Linked DNA regions of Mus musculus: all the other regions are linked to region 1. The links are chromatin contacts, called in public HiCAR-type, HiChIP or PLAC-seq and promoter capture Hi-C maps. All regions are on one chromosome and are shown on one strand. Each heading gives the region's core, a stretch centred on a gene start, on an enhancer-like site or on the middle of the called end of the contact. The rest is flanking DNA. Distances are from core to core; before and after follow the strand shown.

Evidence for each region. Promoter capture Hi-C pulls out the DNA fragments that hold promoters and counts their contacts. HiCAR-type assays count read pairs that join an accessible place to other places. HiChIP or PLAC-seq counts read pairs in DNA pulled down with a chosen protein or histone mark.
Region 2: a HiCAR-type map of astrocytes shows a contact between it and region 1, with 2.9 times the contacts expected there. The contact joins the enhancer-like site here to the promoter of Pds5b in region 1. A contact is called at or near these places in 4 of 39 promoter capture datasets (the 3T3-L1 cell line, the SN4741 cell line, hippocampal neurons and 1 more), 1 of 484 Hi-C or Micro-C datasets (embryonic stem cells), 4 of 115 datasets of contacts at active chromatin or transcription factors (astrocytes, embryonic forebrain, neural progenitor cells and 1 more) and 1 of 9 other capture datasets (adipose tissue).
Region 3: a contact with region 1 is called in a promoter capture Hi-C map of second pharyngeal arch cranial neural crest. The contact joins the promoter of B3glct here to the promoter of Pds5b in region 1. A contact is called at or near these places in 5 of 39 promoter capture datasets (the 3T3-L1 cell line, cranial neural crest, pre-B cells and 1 more), 1 of 484 Hi-C or Micro-C datasets (CD8 T cells), 1 of 115 datasets of contacts at active chromatin or transcription factors (pancreatic cancer cells) and 1 of 9 other capture datasets (adipose tissue).
Region 4: a contact with region 1 is called in an H3K4me3 HiChIP or PLAC-seq map of embryonic limb bud, with 5 times the contacts expected there. The contact joins the promoter of Stard13 here to the promoter of Pds5b in region 1. A contact is called at or near these places in 8 of 39 promoter capture datasets (the 3T3-L1 cell line, 3T3-L1-derived adipocytes, the SN4741 cell line and 4 more), 6 of 484 Hi-C or Micro-C datasets (the 3T3-L1 cell line, the C2C12 cell line, the HL-1 cell line and 3 more), 4 of 115 datasets of contacts at active chromatin or transcription factors (the NIH/3T3 cell line, embryonic limb bud, forebrain and 1 more) and 2 of 9 other capture datasets (adipose tissue and pancreatic islet).
Region 5: an H3K27ac HiChIP or PLAC-seq map of epiblast stem cells shows a contact between it and region 1. The contact joins the enhancer-like site here to the promoter of Pds5b in region 1. A contact is called at or near these places in 4 of 39 promoter capture datasets (the 3T3-L1 cell line, the SN4741 cell line, hippocampal neurons and 1 more), 1 of 15 datasets of contacts at CTCF or cohesin (the NIH/3T3 cell line), 1 of 484 Hi-C or Micro-C datasets (cortical neurons), 5 of 115 datasets of contacts at active chromatin or transcription factors (embryonic midbrain, epiblast stem cells, forebrain and 2 more) and 1 of 9 other capture datasets (adipose tissue).
Region 6: a promoter capture Hi-C map of pre-B cells shows a contact between it and region 1, with 7 times the contacts expected there. The contact joins the enhancer-like site here to the promoter of Pds5b in region 1. A contact is called at or near these places in 11 of 39 promoter capture datasets (the C10 cell line, the HPC-7 cell line, HPC-7-derived erythroid cells and 7 more), 15 of 484 Hi-C or Micro-C datasets (B cells, CD4 T cells, CD8 T cells and 10 more), 4 of 115 datasets of contacts at active chromatin or transcription factors (astrocytes, large pre-B cells, memory CD8 T cells and 1 more) and 3 of 9 other capture datasets (adipose tissue, liver and macrophages).

The regions. Positions count from the first base shown.
Region 1 is chr5:150,672,436-150,676,264 of GRCm38.p6, reverse strand. Pds5b (PDS5 cohesin associated factor B) reads right to left here and starts at 2,438. Exons shown (of 35, transcript NM_175310.6): 1 at 2,312-2,438. Gm40353 reads right to left here. Exons shown (of 6, transcript XM_017321266.1): 2 at 2,297-2,524; 3 at 1,703-2,239.
Region 2 is chr5:151,216,556-151,220,335 of GRCm38.p6, reverse strand. It overlaps a transcript of Stard13 not described here. Among named protein-coding and RNA genes, the nearest start is that of Gm52834, 13 kb to the left of the region's middle. Within about 2 kb of position 1,350, at least 46 of the 459 cell types and tissues checked have an H3K27ac peak or open chromatin away from gene starts, as enhancers often do. A contact at or near this core is called in astrocytes and neural progenitor cells, where this site is marked.
Region 3 is chr5:149,676,569-149,679,945 of GRCm38.p6, reverse strand. It overlaps B3glct (beta-3-glucosyltransferase), which reads right to left and starts at 1,716. Exons shown (of 15, transcript NM_001081204.2): 1 at 1,567-1,716. The coding sequence starts at 1,609.
Region 4 is chr5:151,188,643-151,192,185 of GRCm38.p6, reverse strand. Stard13 (StAR-related lipid transfer (START) domain containing 13) reads left to right here and starts at 1,993. Exons shown (of 14, transcript NM_146258.2): 1 at 1,993-2,260. The coding sequence starts at 2,092.
Region 5 is chr5:151,297,248-151,300,690 of GRCm38.p6, reverse strand. It overlaps a transcript of Stard13 not described here. Among named protein-coding and RNA genes, the nearest start is that of 5430435K18Rik, 46 kb to the right of the region's middle. Within about 2 kb of position 2,115, at least 13 of the 459 cell types and tissues checked have an H3K27ac peak or open chromatin away from gene starts, as enhancers often do. A contact at or near this core is called in adipose tissue and epiblast stem cells, where this site is marked.
Region 6 is chr5:150,113,396-150,117,168 of GRCm38.p6, reverse strand. It overlaps Gm52797 (a long non-coding RNA gene), which reads left to right. Exons shown (of 4, transcript XR_003955837.1): 3 at 3,699-3,773. Among named protein-coding and RNA genes, the nearest start is that of Gm52797, 16 kb to the left of the region's middle. Within about 2 kb of position 1,313, at least 40 of the 459 cell types and tissues checked have an H3K27ac peak or open chromatin away from gene starts, as enhancers often do. A contact at or near this core is called in B cells, CD8 T cells, the HPC-7 cell line and 5 more, where this site is marked.

The sequences.
Region 1 (3,829 bases), core at 1,189-3,688:
ATTTCCACTTTTGCAGCATTTTATGTCACCTAAGAATCCGTAAACCAGAGTGAACTAGCTCTTCTATTAATGCAAATCAAATGTGAAATAAGTAGCATGCTGGGAGCCAAAGAACAATCTCCAAATATGCTAAGGGGAATAAGAAAAACGCAGCCCCCCAAATCATTCCCTTCCTCCAGAAGTTCAGCTCTCCAGCCACTTCTCTGTTCACCTGAGCAAGACCTGTCTAAAACAAGGTGTCATTTTGCTTAGCTTAGCAAATTACTGTTAAAGCCAGATTCTTAGAATACTGTTCTTTGTTAAACAAAGTTAGAGAACATGATAAACTTAAAATTTAAATAATGATCATCAAACATCAAACTGTCTAGAACCCTGGTACAAACAAGCCGAGTACAAACCATCTTATGACAAGTCACCATCATCACAAGATCTCTTCTGAGGAGAGAGGGAGAGGGGACCAAAGCCAGGGGATTAAAGGCAACTGAAAGCATCAACAAGAGCTGCAGGAAAAGCAAAACCTTCAACCAGAATGACAAAGTTCTTTTAAAAAGGAGGGAAAAAAAAAGGCAAAAGACTAGCATTACTTTCTCATCAGAGACACTTCAAACAGAATCCAACTAAGAGGAAAACATCTGTGCTACTTTAGTAGTAAACTTTAAAACACATCTTTTCTATATATGTATCTGTAAATTTACATCATATGCAAATACGAGTTCAAAGAAGTAACGTTTTGATTCAAGATGGTTTTTATGAGCTGGGTGTGGCAATGTAATCCCAGCACATCAGGCCAGAAAGATTGCCAGTTCCAGGCTACCATAGCATACTACTCCCCACTTTCACCACCCTAAAAGTGTGTTTAATATTTAAACTTTGGGAATTAATTTATTAATCTTATGTGCCATATAACTTTTTACCTCCAAACTCGCCGCTGTAAAATCAGTTAGGTATTATGCTGTCACCATGAAATGGAAGATTACCTGTTCCACAGCGGCCTGCCATAGCTCCCAAGTGTTCACTCTACTAAAGTCCCCCAAACACTAGCATCTGACATGTCTAGTGCACAGCCAAGAGATAGCCTCTGAAACCCGCGCTTGTGCCAACTTAGTTGACTTTCACAAAAGTTAACACAGAAAACACCCCCTCGTGGAACTGTTAACTACATGTGCTGAGAACAATGCTTAAATTGCCCTTCTCCACTTCAGTCATCATAAGTTAGCTACAGCCCACCTCCTACACTACATACACCTGGCTTTTAAAAGGTTATTTCGTTGAAGTCCACAGGCCTCCCCAACTCTCTCAGGACCTCAGACCAACCTTCAAAAATGAAACAATACTTCCAAAGCTTCAACAAGTATTCAACAGAGAGACCGCTCCTTGGAGCGATTACAGCCACCCATCAGTTCCTAACTCTAGTATCAAAGGAGCATTCTTTGAAATCAAAAATATGGGGGGGGGGGGGGGCTTTTAAATCTTGGTAGGGTTCCTGAGGATGGAGCGAACGAATCACTCTTCTTTCAAACCCCTCGGGAGTTCGTACTGGAATAGCATGCAGCGCTGAAGAGCAGGTGCTGAATTTCGGGGTTCCGTCGACCCTGCAAACACCTGTCGGCTGCATGCTACATGCCTGCTCCTATGTGCAAACATCACATTTGCTCTTCAACGTACAGAGCAAAAACCGAAACAAAACAAAAAGCAGACCCACAGCCACAGCCGCCGCCAACGCCGCCAACACCAACGCCGCCGCCGCCAGGGCTTCTCCCGGACCGCAAACTTTTAGAGTGTCAGTGGAATAACGGTGCAGAGGCGGGCGGGCGAGCCCGCACCGCACACTGTCCGTACCGCCGTGGGGCTGCACCCGCGGTCGCCCGAGGACTCTCTCTCTCTCTCTCTCTCTCTCTCTCTGACTCTCTCTGACTCTCTCCTCTTTCTCTCTCTCTCTCTCTCTCGCTCTCGCTCTCTCGGCCGGCTCCCGGCTCTTCCCCGACTCCCGAGCAGTGCGGCGCGCCTCCCCTCGCGCCGGGCCCGCAGGCAGCCGGAAGGGGGAAGCGGCGCGGGGGGCTTCTCTCCAGGGGGAGGAGAGGGGAGGGGGAGGGGCGCGGCCGCGGCCCCCGCAAAGGTCACTCCGGGCCGGCGCCAGCCGCGGCCCGCGGCCTCCCCGCCCCCGGCCCCACCGCAGCCCCGCTGGGACACCGGGACACGCGAGGCTCAGCGGGCGACGGCTCCACGCGCGCACGCCCCGCTAGAAAAATGGAGCGTGGGGCGCTGAGGCGATGAAGAGGCGCTCCCTTTCCGTTACCCGAGTCGCTCCTACCTCCGGTCGCCCGGCTCCTACACTCCTCGCGCTCCTCCGATCTCGGGGATCCGCCGCCCTCGCCGCCGCCGCCGCCGCCGCCGCATCCAATCGCCTCCTCCCGCCCCCCCTCCCCTTCCGCAGCCAGTCCAGGCCGTTCCTCCGCCTCTCCGCTTCAAAATGGCGCCAAGAGCAGCTCCGCGGCTGCTCCAATCGAACCGCGGCGGACAGCGCCTGGGGGGCAGGCAGAGCGCCGCGTGGGTTCTCAGCGCCCCCTACCGGCCGCACGGCTTCTCGCTCAGGCGCGTGCGCACGCGCTCCTCAGCCCGCGCTCCGGGCTCCGCCCCACACACCCGGGGGCGCGCACGCGCAGGCTCCGCCCTGCTGGCGCGGCCTCCTCTGTCTCCTTGGCAGCAGAGTGATGGGCAGCTGTCAGTGCGTTCTCTCAGCTTGGACTCAGCCTCCCAGGCTTTGGCGGGAAATCTGTAGATAGCTGAACTCCGCTGGCTTTGGCTTTTTTTTTTCTTTCCTTTTTTGGATGAGGCTTTTTTTTTTTTCTTTCCTTTTTCTTTCCTTTGCCGCCCTAGCTGGCCTGTGGAGCTCACTGTGTACACCAGGCTACACATGATCTTACCATGTAGACCAGGCTGCCCTCGAGTTCAGAGATCTGCCTGCCTCTGCTTCTGCCTCCTTAGTACTGGCATTTTCCCTACGCCCGGCCTTTTTTTTTTTTTTTAATTTCTAAAAAAAAAAAAAGGAGGGGGACGGCGAGATGGTTCAACGGGTTAGAGCACCGATTGCTCTTCCGAAGGTCCTGAGTTCAAACCCCAGCAACCACATGGTGGATCACAACCACCCATAATGAGATCTGACACCCACCATCTTCTGGAGCGAGAGGGTGCCAACTGGAGTGAGTAGAGGTCCTAAGTTCAATTCCCCAACAACCACATGAAGGCTCACAGCCATCTGTATAGCTATAGTGTACTCATACACATAAAATAAAAAATAAATGTGTATTATTTTATTTGAGAATACGCTCTCACTATGCAGCCCTGACTGGCCTAGAAATCACTATATAACCCAGGCTAGGCTCCATCCTCCAGCCACTGCCTTCCCAATGCTGGGACTAAAGGTATGTGCCACCACTCCTGGCTTTTTTTGTTGTTTTGTCTTGTTTTGTTAGATAGGGTCTCACTATGTAGCTCTGTCTGGGTCTGGAGCTCACAGAGACCCACCTGCCTCTGCCTCTATGCCTCTGCCTCCCAAGTGCTAGAATTAAAGGTGTATTCCACCTCTTGTGCGATGTTTTAAACCCTGTGGTGCAGCACAGATTATGTGCTGTGTAAATGAAAGATTATTAATGTCTACATGGCTCCTCACCGGTTGGTGGACCTAGGGATCCAGTGTTCATCCCACTGCTCAAGAACCCCCCTTAACGGGGTGAGGAAGCGATTGGAAGGCCACAAAGATGCCATCCAGAAAATGAGGTTTGTGCGCCCTTGCCACTTCTGCCCTCACTGCTGCAGCTGTGGGCTGGGC
Region 2 (3,780 bases), core at 101-2,600, 550 kb before region 1:
CTGTGATCTCATCTTAAGTCAAGGTTTTATCTACATGTAAATATGTGATTTTTTTCTTTATTCTGTCTTAAGTCTCACAAGTCCCTACTAATTTTTGTATCTATGCTTTTAGGGGAAAAAATGTGTATGGGTGTTTTGCCTAAATGTATGTTTGTGTATCAAATGCATACCTAGTGCCTAAGGAGGCCAGAATAGGGTGTCAGTTCCCCTGAAGCTGATATTTCAGATGGTTGTGAGCCACTTTGTAGATGGTGGGGATTGAACCTGGCTGCTTTGTAAGAATAGACAGTGCTCTGAACCCTTGGGTAATCTCTCCAGACTCATATCTTCACGTTTAAAATGACTTTGTTCGGGCTGGTGACAGGCTAGTGAGATGGCTCGGTGGGTAAAAGCACTGACTGTTCTTCCAAAGGTCCTAAGTTCAAATCCCAGAAACCACATGGTGGCTCACAAATACCTGTAATGAGATCTGACGCCCTCTTCTGGTGCATCTGAAGACAGTGACAGTGTACTCTTTGAGTCGGTGTGAGCTGGGTTGATCAGAGCAAGTAGAGGTCCTAAATTCAGTTCCCAACAAGCAGATGAAGGCTCACAACCATCTGTACAGCTACAGTGTGTACTCGTATACATAAAATAAATAAATAAATCTTAATTTAAAAAATGACTTTGGTCAAGAACAGTTCTTACATGGACAGTCACAAAGAGCATGAGGTCACCCATGGCTTATAGAAATGGCTCTTGCTGAGTTAGCATCCGTACAGGAGCTCTCAGGGATTCCCCTCTTCCTGTGCCCAAGGCCTCTTCCCTGCTAGCTTGGGTGCAGTCGCTTGGATTTGCAGGTTTGAAGTTAAATCGACTAGGTGGACTTATACGACTTCTTGATCCATTTTTTCAGGAGGCATTTAGCCAATAGTTCCCTTATTGAAAAAGAGAGCTAAACAGTGCCTCAGTGGCTGCATGTATCAACTTGAAAACATTTATTGATAACCTGTGTACCAGGTACTGGATAAATAAAAACAAATAAGCTAGCATGCATTCTTTCAAAGAGTGCATAAATGTTAATGACTTCTTAAATTTATTGTAAGAAGCTTTCTAATCCTATGGTTTTACTATAGTCCCAGTAGTGGCTTAATTTTCTTTCAGTTCTTTGAGTATGCTCAAATTCTCATAGAAAGCTGAATTAATGTTTGTAACATACTGACAAGAGTCCAGCAGAGGGGAGAGAAGCCAGAAGAAAAGTCCTAATTCATGGAGCACAGCTCCAATTCCAGAGTCTTCCCTGAACAGCTGCATTGTAACACTTGCCCTTTGTGTTCACATGGTTGCTCTCTGGAGTCCTCAGACATCCATGGTCGCCCGAGGGCCTCTCAAATGTCACCAGGGCAACAACAAAGTGGCATGCATGAAGTAGCTGCTCTGTGCCTGTTCCTGAAGAGAAGCATTGAATTGGATCCTTGCATCACAAATTATCTGCATATGAAAGGCTCTAGACCCTTAGTGGAAAACAACCGCAAACAGTGCGGAGCTTGATCCCACCAGTCACTGCTAAGTCACCGCTCCCTCACCCCTAGAGATCTTGATGTGACCTTGTCCTCAGCTGGGAATGTGGGAAACAACCCTGCTGTACTTATGACCCCGAGGGAATCATGGGCTAAATTTGGGAAGCTGCTGAGAGGATGCAAGACAAAGTCCGATCTATCTTAGAACCCCATTCCTCTTACTCTTTCTCTCAGAAAGATTAATGAACTTCTCCAAGGGCTGAAACCTTTTCTTTCTCCAATAGAGAACCTAGCAAAACCCTCCGGAGTTACTGACTGGGTCCTTGCTTTGGGCAGGAGGGCCTACCAAGCCTGCAATCTGCATCATTTTGATTCATCCTAATGGCCCATACAGAGCAGTACCATTAACACCTTCATTTTATATGAAATCCTTTAAACTCTACAATGCTATAGAACTGCAGACTAGGCTCCTGAAAGATTTAACCAGCTGATCTGCCCCACCAGTCCTCAGAACTCAGAGTATTGGTGTAGGGGAAACCACTTTATAACATGTCAGCTACTGTGATTATACTAACCTCCTGGTTCATCTAAAAACCACAGAGAGGAATCCTTTATTAGAGGAAAGGAACTTGCTACAGAATCCTGGAGAGGCCGCATGAGAAGAATAAACAACATGTGGTGTATTAACCAAGGTCCAGCCAAAATAAGATTGATCACTATAGACGCTGAAATGCATACAGGTGACATCACTACCTCGCCTCCTTACCCTCACAGTGCATGATGTTCCTCTCTGGGAACTGCCAGCTTTTGAACCATACAGAAATATAATTCTTACTCCCTTTTGGTGTGATTTCAGTTTTGGATTCCCAATGATTAACTGCGCTCTTTTCACCAGACTAGACCCGGAAAGACCTAGTTATCTTAAAGAACGTCCATGCTCACTGCTCAGAGACGTGGCACTGTTACAATGTGTTTGAAAGGGTGACTTTCCCTTTCCTTCAAAGTTTTATCTGTTCATTTACAATGATAACAGTAGCGTGTTGAATACTGGAAAGTTATCCACGGATACCACTGATGCTTGCAAAGTAGTATACTCAAGAAAGCATTATGAGAATGGTTTCAGCACCCATCAGTATGGTCTCTCAAGGAAAATCTTTCTGATGGAGATATGTGTGTATATATATATGTATATATAGTGTGCTAAACTAGAAGCACTCATAAATACCCAACTTTCTTAGGCACACCACCAAAGATTTTTATAATGACTGCTTTTTTTGCCAGCTGTATATCAAGCATATACGTCGGCAAATATAATACTTATAATCCAGGGGGTCATGGTTACATTCATTTTATTTGCTTGATCCAACCAAAGCTCATTCAAGTAGGAGAACCTGAGCCAGAGCTCCTGATGGCTTTCTACCCAGTCCCAAAGCAAAGAGGAGTGAGTTTTCCTCAAACAGAGGTGATGTAAACAAACAAGCAAACAAAAAGTGTGAATGCTTAGTAGGTCAGGCATTGATGGGTTGCCAGAACTCCTGTGAGTCCTCTGTATGCTTGGGTCTTGCATCTGTGAATTCTACTAACCAAAGATTAAAACTGCCAGAAGAAAACAAAATTTGAATTTGCTTCATGGGAAAAAATTGGTGCCTGGAGCCTTTGTGAGTGGAAGGTTGTACAGACCGACCCAGCAGCAGCCAACGCGGCATCCTCTGAGACCCTGAGAGAGGACTGTGTTCCTAAGATAATAGTAAGACTGCCTACGTGGAGACACTTAGGCAAAGTTACTTTATTGATAACCAGGTTTTAGTATAAAAGAAGCATTCTGCCCTTTTAGTGCACACAATTAGTGAGGAAAATCGGCCAGATGGAGGTCCAGGAGCCTACATTTAAAACACATGTTCCAGGAAATTAAGAGACAATCGATCCATAGTCCCTCTATGAAAACACCATTTTATCCCTAAACAGATGCCCTGACATGACTTCCCTATGTTTTCCCTCCCTAATTGACTGAGCACAGGAAGAAACCAAGGACAATAGTTGAAGCCAGGGAACATGGCAGATAGACTATCACGTCTGGTTGACCCTTACTTTATCTTAAATCGAGCCAAGCTGAACTCTCATTTCAGATTTAGCCTCTCACTTTGGCCACCTCTTTGAAAAGCTTGGTGGGCTCTGAGGTGCCCCACTAAGAGAATCAAGCGCTTCAGACAAACCTGGCCAAGACATTGCTAGCCCAGGCAGGCAGCCAGAGGGATGCCAGGTGCTCTGAAGGAGGTTTCCT
Region 3 (3,377 bases), core at 467-2,966, 1.0 Mb after region 1:
ATCCAAATCCAAACGAGCTGTCAAGGCTCTCGTGGACTACATCTTTCCCTAAACTGAGCCATTCTGCCATTTCTAAAACTGAAATTCTGCCTTTTCACAGACAAGTCAGGGTTAGGGAAAAGTATTAGGACAAGCTGCAAAGAGTCTTTTTTTTTTTTTTTTTTAACCCACGCTTTCAAACTTGAACAAATATCATAAAGAGTCATTCGCAATGACTTTATAACTTTTTTTCCACATCATCTTAGCTGAAAGGGGGAGGAAACGGCCTCCAGAAAACGGGAAGAAAGGAACAGGCAACTGGACTGCCTGGGACCAGTTCTCTGATTTTCCCGGAGGCCTCAAGGTTCCGCGGGGCACCCCGGTCCTCCCTCCCCTCCTTGCCCAACTGCATTAGGAGGAAGGCAGGCCAAGTTTGTAGGTTCCTAGGGAGTGGTACACAAAGAGAGGAGGTCTCTGGGAAATTGCAGGAGCTGAGGGTACAGGGTGGGGGTGACGCAAGGGATACGGGGAGGGGGGCGCGCCTTGGGGCGTGCTAATGGCTGTATCAGGGTTCTGTAAAGCTGGGTAGGGTCTCAAGGAACACACGATGGGATGCATGGAGTATTTAAGGCAAAACGGTGTGTGCTTGACTGGGGCGATGGGCGGGGGTGGGGGTGGGGTGTAGATAGTGGGACACCGGTCATGCACAGCAGGAGATCCAGGGTACATACGGAGGAGTGGGAAAAGGGGTGCCCATGGCCGAGTGCAGGTTGTCCACAACAGGAGGTACAGGGTGCACAGGGCGGAACACGGGGGATGCACAAGGTAGAGAGCGGGGTGCACACAGTGGGATGCGGGGTATGCACGGTGAGGTGGGATACGGTATTCAAGGTCGGGAGGGGTGAAACTTGGGATATGCACCTCCAGGCACTGGGAATGCACATGGAGGATCGAGGGGTGTGCACAAGGTGGGGCGCGGGGATGCACATCTAGGGGTATGGGATGCACAACTATGGGACCCATGAGTGCACAGCTGTGGGACACAGGGGCACACGGTAGAGAGCAGGGGGTGTACGGCCGGGCACGGAGTAAGCACAAGCAGAGGGTGCACACGGTGGGGCGCACGGAGTGTACACAGTGGGGCGCAGAGTGCACACGGCGGGCCGTGGCATGAATGCCGTGGGGCGTAGGATAGCTACGGTGGAGTGCGGAGTGCACACCGCGGAGCGCGGCAAGCATTCGGCGGGGCGCTGGGGGCGCACAGGGCGGGGTGCTCATAGTGGGGCGCGAGGTGTGCACCGCAGGGCGCACGGGCGGCGCGCAGGGGCGGGAAAGGCGCGGCCTCTTGTAAAGTTTCTAGCAGTTGCGCGGCTCTGGCTCCCGACCCGGCCGCGCCCTCCCCACCAGCCCGCGTGCCCCGGCGGAAGGAGGCGGAGATGGAGAGGGCGCGGGCCGAGGGTGGCGCCACTAGAGGGCGCTGCGGCCGGGACGGGGCGGGACGGGGCGGGCGGCAGCCGGAACCGCGCGGGGGTGGCCAGCAGCCCCGGGACTCCCTCCCCGCGCCCGCCCGGGCCGCTCGCTACTTACCCGCGGAGCAGCTGAACAGCGCCAGCAGCGCGGGAGGCCGCATCCCGGAGGCAGAGGCTCCGCGCCCTTCCCGGAGCCGAGCTGCGCGGACGCCCTGCGCGCCTGACCCTTCTCGCGCTCCCCTCCTCCTTCCCGGCGCCGCGCCGGCTCGGGCTGCGCCCTCTGGCGGCCGGGATCGGGAGCGCCCCGGTGTACGCTCGCAACCGGCGCGGTTGTAGGTGGTCCTGCTGCCCAGCTGGACCGCGCCCTCCTCTGGGCATCTGACCTCAGAGCTTCTTTTCTGACCCTCTGACAAACTCTGCCGTCATGCCCTTCGCTTCCCAGAACTTCTTTCCCCATCCCTAGCAGTAGATCACCCTTACTGTCCTCAAAGTGAAGGAAGAAGGATCGTTTTTTTCTTCCCTGCTAATGGACTATCTTCAGTTTTTATAAAAAGCAAAATCGATAATTCAACTCTTAATATTGTTGGCACCGATGTTCTACTTTGATGAAGGTGTTTTTAATCAGCTCAACTAATTTACTTAATATCCTCTTCTTAAATGGAATTTGATTAATAGCTTTGGCCCGGAGTTTTGCTCTTAATAGATGTTGGTGTAAAGCTAAATTTTTATTAATGTTATTTTGAGTGTTCACTGTGATGGAAGAGAGAGGGTATTCAAGATACTTGATGAAAATGAATCAATTAAGAACACAGAGAAGAGTGAGGTGGAAAAGTCACATAAGCAGAGTTCCTTCCAGCACAGAATCCTGAAGGGTCTCCCTCCCACCCTGGAAGAGTTCCACCTGAGGACCTTACAGTTACATTGTAGTGAACCAAAGAGGGAAACAATTACAGGGAAGAATTAGAGGGACCCTTCCCAGAAACACAGTTTCTCCTGCATCTCCAAGGATGTAAAAAAGACTGACTGAGCAACCCTGGCTTGTGTTTAGATGATGCGAGGCTAGAGGGCAGCTAGAGTTGCCTTTCAGCCACTGTGGTCACAGGACAAATGACTCACCGAACATCTCCCCCAACCACAGGTAGTAAAACTCTAGGGCAAGCCTGCTCATAAAGACTTTGGCAGTCATATTTCTTAGTTTCTGTGTGTTTCTTGTTGACTGGTGCCAGTCTCTTGACTGATGAAGACCAGCGCTACAGTTTTTCCAAATTCTTGGTTGGCTGCTTTAACTCCTTGGGCTTTCTTGGGAAGTTCTAAAGCTGATAGACAGTTTCCCATTGCTAAAGTTTTCTAGCATTCTCCTAGGAAATATTCCTTCCCTTTGTTAGACACCGTACCTATAAACAAGATGTAAATAGAGAGAAAAATCTAGTAGCCAAGTAACACAACTGAGGACCCTACTTTGGTAGCAAACAACTTTGAGGGCTTAGTGGATCAGACTTTTCATTGAAATTATCCTGGAAGGATGGAGAGGTGACTCAGTGATTAAGACCATGTACTACTCTCCTGGAGGGCCTGAGTTCCATTCCTACATCCACATTTGTTGGCTTATGACTGCCAGTAACTCAAACTCCAGAGTGGCCGATCCGATGATCCATCTGATGCCTCTGGCTTCTGCAGATACTGGCATCTCACGCACAGGCCTACACATAGGGTTACACATCTGCACATAAGTAAAAGTCAATCAAATACAAATTTTTAATTGAAATTTTCATCATGATCCAACATGACTGTATTCCAGGAGGAGTGTAGGAGATTGGACGGTAAGGGCGAGAGCCCATCCTTTAAGTAATAAACTTGCCTGTCTTCAGCATCTTCACAGAGGACAATGACAAATGACACATCACACAGCTCCATGACTCAAGTTTGAGG
Region 4 (3,543 bases), core at 744-3,243, 520 kb before region 1:
CTGTCAGCTTGGCTAATGGCATCTGATACTGTGTTACAAAGTTTAACCTTTCCACTGTTCAGTCAGAGGCTTTTGACCTATCAAGCCTTACATACATGCCTCGTACCTTCTACAAATCTATGGGAGAACAAACTCTTCAGATCCCAATAAGAACACAAAGCCCATGATCCGATCCTGTAACATTGTCTCTCTTTATGCCTGAAAACTATCTTGCCTCTTTTTTTATAGTCATCAAATGAGGCTCGTTCACTGTGACGACGAGAGAAAATTATAAAAATCAGGCCAGCAAAGATTTCCACAGGGAAAGGCACTAATTGTTGATGAGCAGAGTGAAGCAATGAGAAGCAAGATCTTAACTGGAGTCGTGTTAAACTTTTTTAAGAATTTCTTTGTTTTATGTGTATGCCTATGTGCCTGAATGCATGTGTGTGTACCACCCACAGACACCAGAGAAGGTTGTCTGGTCCCTGGAACTAGAACCATAGGCACTTATGAACTGCTGTTTGGGTGCTGGGAACCCAACCAAGTACTGTGGGAGTGTAGCCAGCGTTCTTAGCCACTGAACCCTCTCTCTGCCTCCCAATTAAACTTTCTGCTGAAAGTGTCTAGTTATAAGCTAGGTCGTTTCATTTTAAGTCAGTCAAAAGTAAGACCAACCTCTGTGTGTGTGTGTGTGTGTGTGTGTGTGTGTGTGTGTGTGTGAACTCTATTCATTCAGCTCCAGGCTTAGAATTCAGTAAAGTTTCTTCTACCTTTTGTGGTGGTTGTTGTTGTTGTTGTTTGCATCAAACACTTCTAAAGAGGAAAAAACTGGAGAGGAGAAATTCTGACTGCTCTCATATGGTTCCTCAGCTATGGTTAAACTGACTAGCAGTTTCTTTCCCGGCACACTCTGGCTCTCCCCTGTATGCATGTGGACACAGAACTCTCCTGCAGAAAGAGCTCTCCCCAGCTTCTCCTGTCAGGACTCCCAGACTCTTGTTTCTGTTGTTGTTTGGTTTGGGTATTTTGGTTCTGTTTTTTAAAACCAGTCTCTCTGGTTATTTCTCTCAGAAATAATGTTCCGCTAGCCCTGTGGTAGACTTCTCTCTTGTTTTCTTCTTAAATTGAGACCGTTTCACATCTGACTACTTACTATAAGCCTTTATAAGCACTTACTAGAAGTTTCCACTATATTCCCATGGATCAGCAGCTTATACTGGGTCTTTGCAAGGCCACCTGCATCCTGTGTAGTGATTCCTGGCAGCGGCTTCAATATGACTAGCGCTTTGCAGTTGTTTAGTGGTGTTTAAAAACTGGGGGAAGTAGACAAATTAAAGGAGCGTGGCAGGGAGTTCAGGTTGTCTCTTTGGGTCTTTTCTGTAAAAGCCTTTGATGTCCCCATCCCATGTTGGTCCACAGGGTCTTTATTGACCTTTAGTGTCAAAATATGATCCAAAAGTTTGTTTTTCTTTGGAAACGTTTTATCTAATTAATTCCGTTGTAATGAGGCTAGTATTTTATACCCAGCGGCCCATACTTAACTTGAAATGGTGTGTTTCAAATACACAGCTGCAGGTAGCACAGCTATCTTTTTCTTTCTTTTCTTTTCTTTTTTCTTTTTTTCTTTCTTTTTTTTTTTTTTTTTTCAAATTAAACCTAGTTGCTGCTGGCTTTAGGAAAGCCAAAAACTCTTTCTCTAACTTTCATGACCTCAAAAGGTTCCTATGCCAGGGCTTGTTCGACCTCTCCTGTCTTCTGTGTCCCTCTCCTCTTTCAGCTCTGGGGTTGGGGGGCTTAGTCAGCCCCAGGCGCTTCCAATTCTCTATCAGCTTTAAGCGCAGCTTGAAGGAACTCCTCAGCTGCTGGTACAGCCTCGCGGTCGCGTTCGGCCGGGACACGCCCAATACTTTCTCCTTGTCCTATGATTGGCTCACGAGGTCACATGAGAGCCCCGAAGGGTTGGAATTCTGACTTGTGGCTTTTGGCACTCCTTTTTCTTTTTTAAAAATCGCTGGGTCTGTGGCTCTCTCCTGGGGCTCCATTGACTGAGGCTGGAGACAGCTGCGAAGAGCCACCGGCAGCTGAGGTGGCAGTGGAAACTCTCCCGAGATGTTCAGCCAGGTGCCCAGGACGCCGGCTGCAGGCTGCTACTATCTAAACCCCTTGACACCTGAGAGCCAGGAGATGTACTTGCGATTTGATCAGACTGCCAGACGCTCTCCCTACAGGATGAGCCGGATCCTAGCACGCCATCACCTAGTGACTAAAATCCAGCAAGGTGAGTTGCGGGCACTGCCAAGGTGCCGCTTATTTCTGTTGGCTCTGTCTTGTGCTGCTTACAAAGTTATTGTTTGCGCTGTACACCGCACGGATTCTTATGCCACGCTGCGTGGAACTCTTTCAGATAACTTTAGACTTCGGTTCTAAGCAGTCTGTCACAGCACCGAGCGCCTCATAACTAACGAAAATATCCCCAGTAGAACGTGAATCATGAATTCCTAATCCTCTGTGTGTCAACAGAGCAAATGAGAAAGGTTTACTCAGTGTGTGTCTTGGGGAGCTTTTCTGCAGGTAAACTCATACTGTGGTCATATTTAAAAGTGGACACTTGTTTGTTTAATTAGTGAGAGAGCTGGCGACTAATGGCCCAGCGTTTATAGTACATCTTCATTGAAGGAAAACAGTAAGAATCTAAGCTTAAGGCCATTGGACTGACAACTTGAATTACAGTCTCTTCCTGTCAGTGTGCTTGTGTGCATAGTCACCACTGATTTGTTGACACCGTTTTCTTGCTAAAGGATAAATGTGACTCTTCACCTCAAAACAGAGCCTATGACTACACACACTTAGGAGCACTGGTTTCCTAAGGCAGGTTGACAGTACTGATTACAGGCTGCTAAGTGATCCTTTTCTATTCTCAAGGGAAAACATTAAAAACTCTTGTACCTCAAACATTAATAAAACTCATGGATTTTTTTTTTAAGGCTTAAAGCTTATGACATGCCCTGTGTGGTACAAATTTGAAGATACCCATTTAAGAGACAGACACATCCATCCACAGTCAGTAAATAGTCACCTAGCTCTTAACTACAAACCTAACTAAACTATTACATTGGCCCTACCAGGAATTTTCAAGAGCTATTATGAAAATACCGTTCCCAGTTAGATAAATGAATTTGAGATTATATTGAATTTTAGAGGGGAAGTTAAAGTCTGTAATCTTAAAAGATCTCACTGTAATGTCTCCAAAAGGAACAATACACATTCTAGCAGCGACATTTAATGAGATTGTTTCCTTGGAAATGGGCATTTGTTTGCGAAGGTTCAGGAACTGGCTATGTGTGAAGGATACTGGCGCGGCATACCAGTATGATTGCAGGAAGGATATTAAGTCACTCCATGAACTCTGTGTGCAAGTCTCACTTGAATGGAAACAAAAGTATTCCCTGTGGCTCGATTTAAAAATACATTCAGTTGAGAATAAGAACCAGCTCCATCTTCTATTGAGAAACTACTTACAATGGGAGTGTATTGGGCATTAGGTATATAATCCTATGGACA
Region 5 (3,443 bases), core at 866-3,365, 620 kb before region 1:
ATTTGCTATTAAGCTTGTAGAGTGCATCTTAGGAAGCCCCAGCATGTAGATGGCTGTTGTCTAAGCCACTCTAGTCTGTGGTTTTTGTTGTGACAGACGTAGGAGATCTGTTGTACCATAGGAACCACCCACAATCACAAACAACTTATGGCAACTGTATTCTAATAGACTTCTCTCCATGATGTGGAAGCTGACAGGCTGTTGGCACAAAGCCTGGTGACCTGAGTTTGACCCTCAGGACCCATAAGGTTGAAGGAAAGAACCAACTTACACAGAGTCTCCTCACTTCCACATGTTTATTGTGGTGTAAATGCGCACATAAACACACACACACACACACTACAAAACAAGCATAAACACCCAGAGAAATACACACACTAACAAAAAAGTAATATGATGTTTTTAAAACACACACTAAATAACAACATAATAAAATGTTTAAAAAGATATTAGATGTTCTCTGATTTTCTTCGATCACATAATAGTTTTCTTTTTTTTTAAAAAAAAACTTATTTGAAAATGTAAAAGCCATTCTAAATTAGCCCAAACATTGCCAAAAGAGGCCATGAATAAAATGTGACTGACAAGCTGGGTTAAAATCCTCATTGCAGAGGTCAAAGTGTCATAGCAAATGCCCAGGGAATCACAAGCCGTTGTCTTAAGACCTGATCATCCATCACCTCCCTCTTTTCTTCACCGTGCCTTACTTAGTGTACAGAAAGTACCAGGGCACCCAACCCTGCCCAGATCTTCCCCACCGGCAACTCTTGCCTCACAGAACAGCTCCAAGATTTCTCGCTACTTCTCCCAGTCTCCTAGTACTGTTTGACCTCAGTAAAAATTGTTGGCAAGGCTTTCTCCTCTAGTGACACTTTTGGAGAAGGCTACAGCTGAAAGTCCAGTCTGTCCTCCGCGTCCGTGTTTTTGTGCGAGCTCTTTCACTCTAATTGGCTTCTGTGTGTGTAGTCAGTGTGCCAAATTCTTGCTTTATGGACAGTAGTGAATCTTCCCTTCTGTCTTCCACTGGCCCTGGGCTCAAAGCAAGTTTTTTTCAAATTAAGTTCTTATATCTCTGGTCCAAAGTAGCAAACTGCTTCCGAGTAAGCAGGAAGCTCCTTTTTTTGTTTTCTGTGTTCACACAGCACAGTTCAGGACCATGGCTGAAACCTACGCCATCTGTACAGGGCATGCATGAAGAAGTACTTACTCATGGAGGCCAGAAGAGGGCGTCGGATACCCTGGAACTGGTATTACAGGCAGTTGTGAGCCACCGTGTGGGTGCTGGGAATCGAACTTTGGTCCTCCTCAAAAGCAGCCAGTGCTCTTAACTAGTGAGCCATCTCTCCAGCAGTTTTAGATCTTGTAGAATTTCAGATTTGGGGTCATGGGCCCTCTGCTAATCTGTTAATACCCTAAGGAAACAGACAAGTCAGTATTCCCAGAATTCACATCCACTGGCGGAGAGAAGCGTTTAAAGCCCTTTGTAAGTATGAAACAATACAGTCAAGCACCACAAAAGCACAGATAGGGAAACTGCCTGCATACACTCCTCTGCCCCAGCCTTCCCTCATCCCAGCCTTCCCTCATCCCGGTCTTCAGCGCAGCAGTTTTGTGTTATCTGTAAAGAATTCTAAGCTAAATAAAGCGGTCAGCATTTGACATATGAGCTAATTTACACCCCTACTTTACATTTAAAGATCACAGTCTGACTCTCTGGTAGTCTCATAGTGTGCTGCCTCCTGTTGCTAACACCTGCCAAATGCTCTTGCACACCTGGCCATTGTTTTTCAAATGGTCTAACAAACTCTACTTAAAAAAAAAAAACAAATCTAATATATAATTGAATTTATATTGGTGTTCCAGATAAATACATTTCCAGAAGAGTAAATAGGCATTGTAGGTTGAGGTAAATGAGAGTTGAGGAACAACTAATGTAACATAATGTATGGAAGAAGATACTCAACACAGGATAATTTGCAAGACAGGCAGAACAACTCAGCTCCTGGTTGGAAAGGCCTGGAGAGACTAAAAGGGCGCCCACAGGTTCTGGGCCCAGGGCTGATAGAGTATCACTCTCAAGCTGCCGCTGTCAGTCCTGCCTTGGATAAGGAATGGCTCACACCTGCCTAGCAACAATACAGTTTCACACAAGATAGACATTCTTAGGGCCTCATGGGGTTCCACGCCCTGGAAGTCTCACTTCAACTGTTTGCCCAGATGCAGAATTCCTAGGATTGTCGTTTTAGAATGAATTCTTTTTCTTTGTGTGTGTGTGGGGGTGGGGGGTGGGGGGGGGGTTGGAGACAGGGTTTCTCTGTGTAGCCCTGGCTGTCCTGGAACTCACTCTGTAGACTATTCTATTCCCTAAACTTAATCCAGGAAAACACTGTGACCACTTTTGTTATTAAGAAACTGTGTTGTTATTTAATGTTTCTTTCTTTGTTTATTCGTTCCTAGGAACTGGCCTAAATCCTATATACAACATATGCACAAAGCAACTCGTTTCTTTGTGTCAACCAACCAAGCAAAAAAAAAGGAAGCCTTCCAAATATGGCCTATACCATCTATGGTCTGGGATGAACAGTAGTATAACTATAACTAGAGTCATGGGGTTTTTTCTTAAATGTCAACTGTAAAACATAAAATTCTTTTGATTAACACCAGATGTCAGGAACACTTACTTAAATGGCATGTTTTATTAAATGGCGTCATTACTAGACTCACTGAAGTACTAAAGATGACCTTTTTTTGCATTAGATTACATAGCTGAAGTTATGTATTACTACAGTATTTCAAATATTTGGACACTAGTATATATGAACCAAAATGTACATTTAGAACCATACTTAAACATCTTGGGTTGAAATGAAAATGTTCATGTCCACAAAAGTAGATTTTTATTTTTATCTTTATTTTTATTATATATTTTCTTTATTTACATTTCAAATGTTATCCCCTTTCCTAGTTTCCCCTCCGAAAATCCCCTAGCCCCTCTCACCTTCCCCCTGCTCCCCAACCCACCCACTCCAGCTTCCTGGCCCAGGCATTTCCCCTATACTGGGGCATAGAACCTTCACAGGACCAAGGGCCCCTCCCTCAATGATGACCAACTAGACCATCTTCTGCTACATATGCAACTAGAGCCACGAGTCCCACCATGTGTTTTCTTTGGTTGGTGGTTTAGTCCTAGGGAGCTCTGGGGGTACTGGTTAGTTCATATTGTTTCCTCCTATGGGGCTGCAAACCCCTTCAGCTCCTTGGGTCCTTTCTCTAGTTCCTACATTGGGGACCCTGTGCTCTGTCCAATGGATGGCTATAACCATCCACTTCTGTATTTGTCAGGCACTGGCAGAGCCTCTCAGGAGACAGCTTTATCAGGCTTCTGTCAGCAAGCTCTTGTTGGCATTTGCAATAGTGTCTGGGTTTAAAATTAGGTTTTTATA
Region 6 (3,773 bases), core at 64-2,563, 560 kb after region 1:
TAATGCACTCGAGCTGAGGAAGCGTTCAGTGTAATGACCTGGGTTCAGTTCCCAGCACCCACGTGGCTACTCACAACCATCTGTGACTCCAGGTCCAGGGGATATGGCGCCCTCTTCTGGCCCCTTCAGGCATTGCATGCATGTGGTTCACAGACATTCAGGCAGGAAATAAGGTGCGTGCCCACATCAACTCCCATTGCTTCCACTCACCCCCCCTTTAAAAGCAGGCCCTGTGCCATGTTTTGATAATCTCATTTGTCTGCCTCTGCTTGTCATTCCATCACCTCTGGGGGTTAGGGTGAGCGGCCAATTCAGTTATATCATAAGACAGGAAGTCCGTTTCTCCACACTGACAGACTACAGTGCTGACATGCATTAAGAAATTTAGAAACTAATTGGCCCATATCGCATGCCTGCTCCCGTGCTTTGGGACAACTGCAAAGACACGAGAGAATTACATCAACACTCTCCGTGCCTTAACAAGCTGTGGACTGAATACTAAGTCTAAATGCCTGAAATCTAATGGAGTCTTGGTCTAAGAAGTCACAATGTTAATGTGTTAGCCACAAGTAATCTAAATATTTGAGAGAGAAAATTTTGATATATAAATGTGTGATCTTTGATCTATGAGATTAAATTCCCACTTGATAATTTACTATCTTTAAAGACTTTTGAAATGCCTTGAAATTTGTTCTTGTTTACTTTCTTTTTCGGGCATCATAGATATTAGGCAAGCACTCTACAGTGAGCCACACCCCCAAACTACGTTTCAATACCTCTTCTTAGGCATACACACACACACACACACACACACACACACACACACGAGAATTCCTTTCACAAGAATCTTACATCTAACACAACAGCTTTACAATGGTCTGTAGCTAAGTTTCTGTGCAAAAATCTGGGATTCCAAAAGAATGGAGGTGTATTAATCTCCCCAGAGTCCAAAGCCCAGGAAAAACAAGGGGGAAGCTGCAGTAATTTCTCTTTCAGGAGCAGATGCTGTCTCACCCCAGGGAGTTATGGGATGGAAGAAATGAGACAATAAAACTATACACGCTACTTTGAACTGTATCAGAGCCAGCCCCGTCGATCTGTAAATGATACATAGTTTCATTCCTTGAACCAAGAGCACTAACTACAGTTTTCTGTCTCATGGGAGGAAAGTTAGCAAGAACACTGACCTAACTGAGCCCCACATGGTAGCCTGTGGGAACCAGAAAGTGTGCTGCTGGGTTGGCTCAGCTGGCTGTCAGCTGTCAGCTCTGCCCCACAGCCACGCTGTGCAGCCCTCTCCAGCAGCCTGGTCCCTCCCCGTCCTCCCCGCCCCCAATCCAAGGTCATAGCCCAGAGTTATGGGCACAAGCATCTGTTGCCCCTTGCTCTGCTCATGGGATTTGTGTCTGTAGATGAAAAGCCAATAACAACAGAACCTACAGAGTAACCAAACCACTTGCTTCCTGACACGCCGTTTGCCTCCTGGCACCCTCAGCCCTCTAGCCGGGCTTCCTTATCGCTCTAGGGAAACCAGTCCACCTTGCAGACAGGAAACTCACCAAGACATAGGGGTGATCTGATGGAAAAGCGTGTGTTCAGGTGTGTAAAGCTGAACCTGTGAAGTTTTAAAATTAAAAATACCAGCAACAGCACACACTCTCTGTACACAGTGAGTGGTAGACGACTCTCTCCTAGCTGAAACAGGAACACGTGGTTCTGTCAGGATCACTCGGAGAGCACCCTGATGTAGGGGCATGCAGAGCTGACAGAGAAACATGGAGGAGTACAAAAGGCTGAGAAACCGAGAAGAATGGTCCATGCTGAAAAAAGGGCACCAGAAAAGTCCCAGTGTGTAAAGATGCACACGGGCCTCAGGGAAGGGCAGAGTCGAAGAGGGATCGTGCCTGAAACACACGCTTCTGTCAACCTAAACTGCTTATCTCTGCTTTTTCAATATTTCCAGATTTGCCCCTTGGGAAACTGGATACAGACTTAAGAGAGAACAGGCAGGGGCTTGAAATACCCCAGCAGTTACCATAGAGAAAAAGGAAAATTAACAATTTTCATATTATGTGGAGGGAAAGAAGCATAGTGTATAATTACTCAGACTCTCCAATAAAGAGCCTCTTCTGTGAACAAAAAGAAGAGATATCCCAAAGGCAGCTACTGTTGTGACATTTAACTGGGAACGCAGCCAAAAACATAGGCTAGGATCACAGCCCTTGCCTTTCTTGTGGAAAACTTTGGGGTAGCTAACTCACCCAAACAGATGGCTGTAGTTCTGGCTACCTTAGATCAGTGGTTCTCAACCTGTGGGTCGCAACCCCCACGGGGCGTTGTCTATCAGGTGTTTACCTTATGATTCATAGCAGCAGCAAATGTACAGTTCTAAAATAGTAGTGAAATAGTTTTATGGTTGGGGCCACCATGTCACAAGGGACTGTATTAAAGGGTCGCAGCATTAGGAAGGTTGAGAACCACTAGACCAGAGGATGAGAAACGACACCCATAAATGTGTATTGATAAAGGTTAACGCGATGCCATCTTTCAGATGAATGGTTTGAAGGTGTTTCTTGTTGTATCTAAATATCTCTCAAAAAAGAATTTTAGCTATCGTTTGTATCCGCTCCTTCTGCTTACTTACATGACTAATGTATGTCAGTTTTTGTCAAACTGACAAATATTTGGGAAGAAAGGGTCACAACTGAGGAATCACCTCCATCAGACTGGCCTGTGGATACCTGTGTGGTGTTTTCTTGGTTGCTGATCAAATATAGGAGGGCCCAGCCCACTGTGGGTGGCGACCAACCCAACTCTGGGAAGGTGGACTGTACAAGAAAGGGAGCGGGGCAGCTAAGGGGCTGACTCAGAGGTTAAGAGCACCGTTTGATCGTTCAGAAGACCCAAGTTTAATTCTCAGACCATGCATGGGGGCTCACAATGTCTGTTAACTCCAACATCAAGGGATCTGATGCCCTCTTCTGGACTCCAGAGGTACTGCACATACGTGGCACACAGACATACTCGCAGACACAACCACTACACATCACCTAGAAATAAACAAAATCTCAAAAGTTTGTTTGGACATAAAAAAATATAAGTAAAGGTGGCCGAGAAAGCTAGGGAAAGCAATCCAGTAAGCCTCCTTCCCCCATGGTACCTGCTCCAGCTTTCCCGAAGATGGACTGTAATTGAATCTTGTAAGCCAAATCAACCCTTTCCTTCCCAAGTCGCTTTTGGTCATGGTGTCTTTGACAGCAAGAAAAAGCCATCTAGACCAACCAGCTAAAATGATTTTTTTCTATCTCTTAGTCTGAATGAATTCTATTTCACTGCGCTAGAAGTTCCTGGGAAGGAAACCTCCAGCATACTAATCTCTGAGGAGTGGATGATCTCAGGAGATGGTCAAAGGATAAGATTAAAATCCATTTGTTCCAAAGGAAACTAAGGGTTGTTACTGTAACGCTGACCCTAGTGATGATCCAGGCCAGTCGCTCTGAGTCTACACACAAGTTTTTACACACACAGGGGTCTCCAGATTCAAGCAGAGACCGCAGAGAAGCAAATGTCCCACCATTACTCGGCCTTCCCCCATGTAGGACCGGGATGGATCAGAAATACATGAGCGTAGTGCGGACGTGGTAGACATCGCTGATTGCATCCTAACAAATATCCCCATCAACTTCTTTCTATTACAGGTTTTAGCTGAATGTCAAGTGGTTGAGGTGAGAACCTGCTCCCTAGACTCCACTGTGGCTAGGTGTGTCTATTAT